2 separate regions of the Cricetulus griseus genome follow, and region 2 is linked to region 1. Evidence: chromatin contacts called from public Hi-C data. All regions are on one chromosome and are shown on one strand. The core of a region is the stretch at or near the end of the contact, and the rest is flanking DNA. Distances in the headings are between cores, read along the strand shown.

The links. Hi-C and Micro-C count contacts between places; a contact is called where the count stands out from the background.
Region 2: a Hi-C map of the CHO-K1 cell line shows a contact between it and region 1, with 6 times the contacts expected there. The contact joins the promoter of Manbal here to the promoter of Blcap in region 1. A contact is called at or near these places in 6 of 8 Hi-C or Micro-C datasets (the CHL-YN cell line, the CHO-K1 cell line, the CHO-S cell line and 2 more).

What each region holds. Positions count from the first base shown.
Region 1 is chr6:21,971,759-21,977,180 of CriGri-PICRH-1.0, reverse strand. It overlaps Blcap (bladder cancer-associated protein), which reads right to left and starts at 2,835. Exons shown (of 2, transcript XM_027421260.2): 1 at 2,699-2,835. LOC103158741 (a long non-coding RNA gene) reads left to right here and starts at 2,890. Exons shown (of 2, transcript XR_003486460.2): 1 at 2,890-3,024.
Region 2 is chr6:22,177,198-22,182,619 of CriGri-PICRH-1.0, reverse strand. It overlaps Manbal (protein MANBAL), which reads left to right and starts at 2,591. Exons shown (of 4, transcript XM_027421272.2): 1 at 2,591-3,031.

The DNA of each region.
Region 1 (5,422 bases), core at 1,586-4,085:
GGCTACTTTGGACATAGCACATCTTGTCCCCTCACCTGCAAGCCAGGAGGCTACTGGTAACTTCAGGGCTCTCCAGATGAAAGTTTTTTCCTCCATCTACCCTCCAGCAGTGCTGAGTGTAGTGTAGTTAGGTGGACTTCCAGGCAAGGGCTGCTCTGGTGGCTTTTATAATGCGCAATGTCCACTATCCAGTTTTTTCTCCCACCCCATACCCTGCTGTCCTGACAGCAAACTAAACCCACCAGAGAAGGCAGAAGGAATGTGTTCATGCCCCATCCTTGTGTTACATCTGCAAGCCTGATCCAAATATACCTTATTTATAAAATGTTTCCGCAAGGTATATACTATTTAAACATTTTATTCTCACATAAACAATGGGGTGTGTTCCTTTATTGCCAAGCCTTTAGTACACAGAGCTAGATATCCCTTTTTCCTAAAGAGGCTGCCACCTCCAAGCAGGGACAAAGGCAGAGCACACAAGTTGTGAGGGAAGTGGAATAGCTTTACGGGAATCTAGTAACACATGAAGATTCCAGGGACTAATGCTAGAGAAGGCTGCTTCTTGGGCTGACCAGTTAGTTCAAGTTCAGTAGGGTGGAGGTCACTGAGAACCAAAACTTTTAGAAATGTGGTTCTAGGTGACTGTTACCTCTATCTGCAGAGTGACTGAGCTGTGACTGAAAGAAGGGATTCCTTTGAGGGACAGGACAGGGTATATGTTTTCTGGCTTGGGCTATGGGGCCAGCCAAAGATAGCCTCCTTCTACTGAGGCTCTGGGGCAAGCAGGCTTGCTGTTGGCCACTTCCTAGATATCTACTTTCAAACGTGGATCTCTTCAGGAGCCAACACCCCAAAGGGAGAGTCTCAGCTGGCAATCTCCCCCAGGAGATTTAAATGTGTTCTCTCTCTCTCTCTCTCTCTCTCTCTCTCTCTCTCTCTCTCTCTCTCTCTCTGTCTCTGCCCCCACACCCCAGTCTATCAAAGTCTCTTTTTCCAGGTGACCACTGACTTCTTCCACATTCACCACAATCTTCTCTGGAAACGATCCTGTCTCCCTTCCACAGGGCTTATACCACAGCAGGATACAGATACCTGAACATTCTTGGGGCAGAGCCAGGAGACAGAGAGGAAGGCAATAAACGGCTCTTGGTAGATCACACAGTGACAAGCTTGCAATGAAACGCACGTGTTTCAAAGATAGAGAACAAGAACAGAGGGCAGCCTAACTCTGATTCCCCTTAGAAACAACAGACAAGAAGTTAAACTGACTTGGCAGCAACTTGAAGATGCTCACTTTCAGATACAGAATTGATCGGGTCCCTGGAAACTGACCAATGTTCCAGACACCCAATCTCTGAATAGGAATTCTTGACATTAATGAATTGTGATTTAAAAGAAACAAGTAAGCTCGCTCTAACACTTGGCATGAGCACATAAAACGAAACTTTTTTGGGTCCTGGCTTTGGTGTTGAAGTCCAGAAGGCTGACAGGATGGTTGAACCATGTCAGGCAGGGCAGAGAAGCCGTCCCCAATACATCAGTTCCCTGAAAGGGACAAAAGAAGATCCGAACCTATAAACAGAAAGAACCTACAAACCAGAACAGGTCCCAGTTTCCCAACTAAAAAGAAACATGGGACCTAGAAGGAAACGAAAAGTGGTTTGGAAGGAGGAAGGAAAAATCGATTGTCCCCATCCCCCATTCTTCCTTTCCAGGCCAAGGCGAGTGTGACAGGCATTCCATTCCTTCTGCTGCCCTTGAGGGCCACTCCCCACACACCGGAGGAGAGGGAACCGGTGTCCAGAATCGGTGAAAAGTTTGTGGGAGAAGGATCCGGGACCCGAAGCAGATGGTCACCCAATTACTCCAGATACCAAAGACAGGGTTGGGAGCCTAGTTCTCCCTTCTCCCCACACTTCTTCGGAAGGAGGGGAGAAGAGACTGAAGTGGCGAGGAAAGAGTGGCCCGCCTCTCAGAAGCTGAGCCCCTTGCCAAGGGCTCGAGCAGAGGAGGTGGTGGTCGCGCCCCTCTGTCCCAGTCCCATCCGGGGAGCTCGCTGACCTTGTAGGCAAAAGTAACAGCTAGAAGCCCCGGAACCCACCCTCGGGACAAGAAGGGGACACTCCCACCAAGGTCCAGATTGGGGAGAAGCCGGGCGGTCGCCCGACGCGGGTACGCCCGCCCCCGGCCGCGCGGAAGGAAAGTCCCGGCGAGGGGCCAGGCGGCGCCTAAGGTGACCCCGGAGGGCCAACATGGCGCCGCGGCCGCGCCCAGGACCTCTCACCCTGCCCAGGCGGGCGACGCCACGATACCTGCGAGCCCCGCCATGGCGCTGCCGCCACTGTCGCCGTCGCCGTCGCCGCCGCAGCCTGCCTCCACCTTAGCTCGCCACCGACGCCGCAGAAGCTGGGGAGACGCCCCCTTCATCTTCTAGTCGAGCGGCCCAAGGACCCCGCCCGGAATCGGGCTGTCCGCCGCGGACGCCTGACAGACAGGCCCAAATTGGGACTACTCTCGGGTACTTTTCCCTCAGTGTCCGGCACAAAACATCTTTCCTAAGCTATATATGAGCTAGAGTAAAATTAGGAGGCCTCTGAGTTCCTCAAGCCCGAGGAATTTTTAATCAGGCGCATTTGGGTAGCCCCGAACCTCTGGCCTATGGTCCCCTTATGCATATGCAGCAGATTGTGATCCTTACTGTTTGAGAGCGGGGCGGGCCGGCGTCGCTTAGTTGCCCTGATTCCCACTAAGCTCTTCTATCTTGTGGTCAACGCACTCCGAGAAAACATCTCGTGGCTCAGATCTGGCCACGAGATCTGGCCCTTTCAACCATGGGCAAAGAACTGGGCTCAGAACGTGGTTCCTTCTGGGTGATGAAATGGCTCGCCCCGGGCTTGTTAAAGTTTAGATGAGTCAGTGTGTTCACTCGCTAGCTAATTAGGCTCGGTCCTGGTCGCATACTATGCGCAAGCGCAATGCTGGCGGTAGACTTCGGCTCCTGACCCCAGTTTTCCCAACCAAGAGGTGAGACTATCACCCTGTGATCACTTTATCCTAATACTTTCAATCGTACCAGTACATAATTAGACATCGTGGGAAGCACTATGAGGCAAAGTAAGGAGAGTTACGAGAAATTAATGGGATCCTGGTTCCTGAAGAAGAATGAGTGTTGTTGGAACCTTCTTGGGCAAATTGAGTTTGTGCGTTGTGTGAGCCCAGGGGTATTGTTCCAGACATGAGGGTGACAATCCTAAGCAGAGTGGGAGATGAGCAAAAATATGACAGGCACCTTGGTCATGAGTTTGGATCTTCGTCTTGAGAGGCATTGGAAGCTGTTTTCTTAGGGGGAATGAAAAAGAATTTGGGTCTCTCTAAGACCACTGGCTTTTCAGGATTAGAAGACATGGAGGTGAGGTTCGGGATGAGAGACCAGCTAAGCAACCTGAACAGCTTTCCAAAGTCACGGTGACTCAGACAGGTGGTGGCTAAGGGAGTTAGAAGAGATCATATCAGACTCAACCGTGAGGCACAGGCATTGGTCTTAACTAGGAAGGGGTGAGGAGCCCTTACCCAAGGTGGAAAAGCTGGAAGAAAGACAGGCTGCTGGGGACAATCAGGAGTGTGACTGAGAAGTTGTAGCTGAAATGCCTGGGTATCCTGTCCATAGGGAGAATGGAGCTAGACGGGCTGCTAGGGCTTCCTCGGGTCGTGATGTTGCTGAGAAGCCAGGGTCAGAAGGAAGGAAGGAAAGTGGGCTAGGGAGGAGCCAGGAAAAGAGCTGGATGCAGTGAGCAGACTTTATTGTCCCCACTGCCACAGTCTGGTCCATAAAGCAGGGGTTCAAGTAGGAAGAAATACTCTGCCTGGCTGGCTGCTGTTGAGACAAGGGACACCTTGGATTTGGGAATGAGATGGGTCTGTAGCCTGTGCTCTTTTTGTTGCAAGTTAAAAAAGAAACCCATTGTAAATTACTGGTTTAAAAAGGAAATGGGTAGCAGATGGAGTCGCTTGGCAGTGTCACGGAGGACCTGGGCTCATTCCATCTCTCTGTTGTCCTTCAGTTGGTTTCATGCTCACACAATGGCCATCCCCATTCCCGGTATCACCTGTGACCCAAGACAATATTCATTCTTCCCTTAGTTGAGACTACAGCAGGCCTATGACCTCTTGTTGTTCAGTTGCTTATGAGCCCATAATGACCAGTGTATGGTACCTGGTACTCCCGTCATCCACAACAGGAGAAACCAGAAAGCCAGGAAGCTCTTGATTAGATAGATGAAAATGGGGCCGAGCACTGGCAGGGACAAGGCAACTCACATTCTTGTCCACAGCTGATGGTGCTGCACCCACTCTAGAAAACTCTCAGCATCTCCTTGTTCTCATCACACCCCTGTGCCATGCCCAGATTCTCCACGCCTGTGGACTGGGTCTCCCTGAAGCCCCATGCAAGACTGTCTTTAGCAGAGGAGTTCCTGGTTCAGCCAGTCTGGAGACAATGCAGTGTCCATCCACAGGAGAATGGACCAGTCCACAGTGCAGTGTGCAGTCTGTGGGATACATTTGACACTTGGTAGCCTCTCTTCTGCATGGGAGGTTAAAAAATGTTTGTAAAATATTTGCAAGGCATTCTTGTCATCATTCCCTAAAAAAAAAAAAAAAATCATAATGGAATAATTGCCTATGTAGCTCTTAGAGGCTTTAGCTCAGCCGTCTAGAGCTGGGCTGAAGTACATGGCAGGATGTGTGTAGGTTACCTGTAAATGCTGCACCATTTTATGCAAGAGACTTACGCATCCTCATATTTGGGGGCTTTGAAATCCCCTCTGAATTTTGAGGGACAAGTGCATTTTATACATAAATGTAACAAACCACTGACACATGAAACACTACAGATTGCTCTGACATACAGGATGTGGGCTAAAAGGAGCTGGGGGCCCAAGCCAATGCAAAGGGCATGATCCCATTGTTCAAAGGAAGGTGAAACTGATCCATGGTGATAGCAATCAATTAGTGGTTTCAGGGAGTAAGGAAAGGAAGGGAAGATGCAAAGACTTGGCTCAGGTAGGGGAAACGCCTATCAAGCTGGTCCTAAAGCCAGGGAACTTTATGTAGGTTATTCCTCAAGAAAAAAAAAAAAAGAAAGGAATGCTTTTTAAGACCCCACACGGGTTAGAAAGTATATTTCTGGTGTTTTCATGGCAGTCTGGGCATTGGCAAAGCCCAAGTGGCCAGCTTTCTTATGGGGATTCTGCAAGGCTGGAGGCAGGTAGGCTTCTGACCTCTGCCCACTAACCCATCTCCTTCCATCCGCAGGGTTGCCCACTTGGGGTCCTGAGATTTCAAATGACCCAGAAGCCCCTTCTGCCCTAAAATTTGGCTAAATTGACCTTGACTGCCTGCCAAAGCCTCCCAAATTGTCCCT
Region 2 (5,422 bases), core at 1,342-3,841, 210 kb before region 1:
GCCCAGCACTCATTTTTCTCTTAAAAATATTTATTATTGGGCTGGAAAGATGGCTCAGCAGTTAAGAGCACCATCTGCTCTTCCAGAGGACCCAGGTTCAATTCCCAGTACTCACATGGCATCTGACAGCTGTCTGCAACTCCACTTCCAGGGGTCTCAGCATCCTTGCACAGCCATTCATGCAGGCAAAACAACAATGCCCATAAAAAAACAGTAAAATAAATTACTAAGAATATATATTTATTATCATGTGTGTGCATGTATGTGAGTGAATGATGTGATACATGCTATGGCACACATGTGGAGGTCAGGACAACTTTATGGAGTAGGTTCTCTCCTACTTTTAGGTGGCTTCCAGGGATTGAACTCAGGTTACCAGACAGGTGCAGAAGCACCTTGACAGAATAAGCTATCTGCTTGGCCCTCTTTTTTTGTTTGAGATAAGTTCTCTTTATTTAGCCCTGGCTATCCTGGAACTTGCTATTTAGACCAGGCTGACTTGGAACTTATAGAGATCCTCCTGCCTCTACCTCCCCAATGCTGGGACTAACGGTGTATGCCACAACACCCAGTTCTTTTTTTTTTTTTTTTTTTTTTTTTTAAACACATTGTCTCATCATGTAGCCCAGGCTGGGGCTCACTATATTTTTCAAGCTTGCCTCAGATACATGGCAATCTTCCTGCCTCAGGCTCCCAGGTGCTGAGATTGCAGGTGTGACTCACCATGTCCAGATGATTTGCTTTTATAAAGATCCTGTCTCCACAACTTGGTAAAAATCACTTTCTGGTATGACAACGAATACAGCAACAGGGTGGTGGATCATGGCCTCCATGACTTCCTTAAGAAACTCTGGACCCCAACAAGAACATGAGAGGGAGAGGTCCTCACTGGCTGAGGAGTCCCTTTCCCAACTGGCCCCATGATACTGAGTGTCTTCCCCTCACGGTTTCCATCCCAGACCCTTGGAAGGAGGGGCTTAGGGAGCCAAACTCTCTTGATTACCATCGATAAAGTTTCTGTACCACCACCACCCAAAAACGGATCCTGTCTCCAAATAAAACCACATTCTGTAGTGAAGGCTGGTTCCAATATATCTTCAGGTGGAGGATATATAACTCAAGTTATCAAACATCTTCCTTGCTGGGCATGATGGCTTACACCTTTAATCCCAGCACTAGGGAGTCTGAGGCAGACAGATCTCTGTGAGTTCCAAGCCAACTTGATCTATGTAGCGAGTTCTGATCCAGCTAGGGTGACATAGTGAGACCCTGTCTCAAAAACAAACATCCCCCAAACGAAATCACTGCCCTTACCCAGGCTTCATACTGACCCCTTTAAGGCAGATCCTGTATTAAATATTTGTTCCCTTCAGACCTCTGCTCCATCTCTGTATTAGCTACTTTTCTTTACACACACACACACACACACACACACACACACACACACACACACACACACACACACGGCATTGTCTCATCATGTAGTCAGGCTGGGGCTTTGCTTGTTACTAGTAGCTGGCAAGATCTAGCAACATACACACACACACACACACACACACACACACACACACACACACACACAGTTTTTCTTTATACACAGGCCAGAAGAAAGCTTTTGATCCCCTGGAATTGGCCTTATAGAAGATTTTGTGCTACCATGTGGGTGCTGGAAACTGAACCCAAATCCTCTGCAAGTGTCGCAAGTGTTCTTAATCACTGAGCCATCTCTCCAGCCCTTAGTTACTTGCTTATCGCTGTGATAAAATACTTTGACAAAAGCAGTTTAGGAAGTTTGTTTTGGCTCCTAGTTGAAGATTAAAGTTTGTCTTTAGGAGGAAGTCACAGCAGCAGGAGTCTGGAGCAGCAAGTTTGAAGTTTCATCTTCAGTGCTGGAAAAGAAAAAAGAGGACAGAAGTCCAGACACACAACTGATTTGGGGGCTGCGGATGGCTCAGTGGGTACTTGATGAGCAAGCATGAAGATCTGAGTTTGAATCAAGTACAAAGCCAGGTGTGGCCACCCGTGCACCTTTAGCCCAGTGCCAAGGCAGAGTAGAAGGAGTATTAACAGGGCTTCCCTGTCTCCAAGGAATGAGGTGTGACAGAGCTGGACACCTGGTACACTCCTCTGGTGTCAGCCTGCATAGGTGCGTGCACACGTGTGCATACACCACACCCATACCCACCCACCCACCCACACCAACACACAAATAAAAGATTCAGGGGTCCGCTGTTCTGGGACTGGAGATAGTTTATCCGTTTGGCTGCCATTCTGAGTTAGCTGTTGACAGGAGGCTTGGTAACTGCCCATGTGACCCTCACGATGTGGGACTTCCCAGGAGTGATCAAGGGAGCAAAGAGGAAGTGGCAGTGTTTTTCTGACTTAATCTTGGAACGCAAGCTCTGTATTTTTCCAATACCCATGGGTCACGGTCCTCAGCCCCATTTAGCATAGGAGGAGACTATAAAAGGCATGACTGTCAGGCACCAATAACATCACTGCCCCCTGTGGAGGCTGGCTACCACCCTCGGCCTAAACTCGGCCCCCTTTCGCCCACTGAACTGACTGTCTCACTTAATCCAATACTCTGTCATTTGCCTTCCAAACACTTAGCGCTTTATGGATTCCATATCCATTATGTGATTTCATCCTCTGGCTGCGTTTTAATATATTATAGTGACTTTTTTCGTCTGAATTATGACACGCGAATCTGTGTGTCCTCCCTCTTAGACTGTGGGTTTCCAGCTCAGACTTAGAACCAAGTTCTAAACAGTGTGGAGACTGTAATCAGGCAGGAGGACCGCTCCAAGTTCGAGGCCAGTCAGGGCTACAATGTGAGGCCGTCTCAAGTCAAACAAAAATTCATTAAGGCTTCACCCTTCAGTGTGCATTTGCGGAAGAGCGAGCAGAGGAGGCCGAGGAAGCCCTATCCCCAGTAAAGGCGGCAGAGCGGAACCTGCGGACGCTTTGGGCGCATCGCTTCCGGGTCGCAAGGAAACACTTCCGGTGCAGCGGATCGGCGGCACTGGAGGTAAGTATTCAGGGGCCGGTGGTTCGGCGGGGCTCACCCGCGGGCGGGAGCGGGGCGGAGCTCGGGCTGCAGCGGCTTCCCCCGGCTGCGGAGGAAAGTTACTTGCGGTGGGCAGGCTGCGAACCGAGGGGACGGGGCCCTCGCTTGAGCCCGAGCTCGGGTTCTTCAAGGCCAGTTGGAGCCCGGGCATGCATCTCGGGGTGCCCTGTATTGATTGCTGTGTAACCTCGGCATCTGGCATTTTCCTTTCTCAGTTTCCTCCTCCGCAAAGGGGCGCATAAGCCTGTGCAGAGGACGAAGAGACCGTAAATGGGAAGGTGCTCAAGGTGCACAGTTATATACTTGAGAGAAAACTCTAAGAGAAAGGGAAGACGATGCAGTGGCCTCCCACTTATTTGCGGTTTCAGTTAACCTGAAAATAGTAAGCGGAAGACTCCAGAAAACAAAAAGCTCGTGGCTTTTAAAGTGTGTGTTTTTGAATAGCGTCTTGAAGAACCCAGTGGTAGAGTGCTTACCCAGCGTGCTGGGGTCCCATGTTCAGTCCCCAGCACTGCTCTGCCCGGCCCCCCCAAGAAAGAGTATCATGGTGAAGTTTCCCCCCTTCCTGCTCCTCATATACATCATCTTGCTCAGCGGATCCCTGCTATGTATGCTACCCACTCATTAGTCGCTCAGAACAGCTGACTGTGTTCAAGTAACCCTCTGTAATCAGCACAAGGGTAGTAATGCTAGTCTTTGGGTTTTGCCAAAGCAAAGCAAAAAAGTGCTACCGTTAGGTAAAAAAGTTCTTGAAATAAAATAAGCCCATAGGCTAAAGTTTCTAAAAACTTTGGTAAGAGCAAATATTTTGTTGTTGTTTTGGGTTTTTTGTTGTTGTTTTTGAGACAGGGTTTCCTTGTAGCACTGGCTGTTCTGGAACTCACTCTGTAGATGAGGCTGGTCTCAAAACTAAGAGATCGGCCTTCCTCTGCATCCTGAGTGCTGGCGTTAAAGGTGTGCACCACCACTGTCCTACAAAAACAAATCTTTTATCTGTGAAATTATGAAGGAGAAAAATTTGTGCCGACTATGGTGCTGCACCCCTGTACTCCCAGCATTTGAGACATGAGGTAGAAAGATAGTGAGTTTGAAGTCAGCCTGGGCCCAATTGCCAGACCTGTGTAAAAACACATTAGGGTTGGAGAGAGGGCCCAGTGGTGAAGAGCACTTGTAGCTCTCCCAGGGAGCCCAATTTCAGTTTCCAGCGTTCATACCAGGCAGCACCCAGCCAGCTCCATAGTGTCCCGGGCTTCTGGGCTTCTGGGCATGTGCACAATACAGGCAAACTCAAGCAACTACTCATAGTTAAAAATAAGTCTTTACAAAATTAAAAATCAGGGCTGGTGTGTAGCTTAGTTGGGAGAGTGCTTACCCAGCATGCAGGAAGCTGTGGGCTTTATCCTTAGCACCCACCATAAGATGTGTGTGGTACAGTACTCCCGCACTCCCGTTCTTGGCTGCATAGCAAGCATGAGGGCTACATGAGAACTTTTCTGAAATCTAAATAAATAAGTGGTAGTTTTGCTTTTGTACCTCATGTTGCCCAGGTTAAAGCCACAGTGCCTAGAAAGTGTTTACTTAGGGTAGAAAGGCCATTACATTTGTAAGTTAAAGACATGAACAAGAATGGCTCTCAGTTAAGAGCACTGATTGTTCTTCCAGAGGACCCAGCACCCACATGGCAGCTCACAACTGTCTGTAATTCCAGTTCTAGGATACCTGACACCCTCATACAGATATACATACAAACAAAACACCAGTGTACATTTTTTTTTAAAAAAAAAGTATTTCTGAAAAGAAAAGAATGTTGCATGTCAGACCTTTATGCCTGTGTGAAGGCTTCAGTCAGAGATTCTCTGAAACAAGAACACAAAGCCACTTCCTGGGAGTAAGGCTTGGTTACACAGGGTTAGAAACGATTTGTTCTGAAAAGCTCTGCATAGAAGCTGTAGGTACCAGTGAAGCCTCAGCCACATACCCACCAGAAGCAGAAGAACACACTGAATGCCACTGCCAAGTGCCAACAAGTGAGGAATTGGAAGGCATTACTTTTCTGTGATGGAAGATGTCGGTGAAGCAGAGCTAGCAATGTGGTCATTATCAAATATTGCCAATGCGTTTCAAACTCTACATGCCCCAAATAGGATTATGGATTATGGTCCTTGGATGGAACAAAACATTAAAGGCATCCATAGGATTACTTTAGGACTGCAAACATTATTGATGAATTAACAGACAACTTCAGATTGATATGCCGTTAAAAAATATTAGGCTTTTTTTTTTTTTTTTTTTTTAACAGGGTTTCATTGTGTAGTTCTGGCTGGCCCAGAACTCACTATGTAGACCAGACTA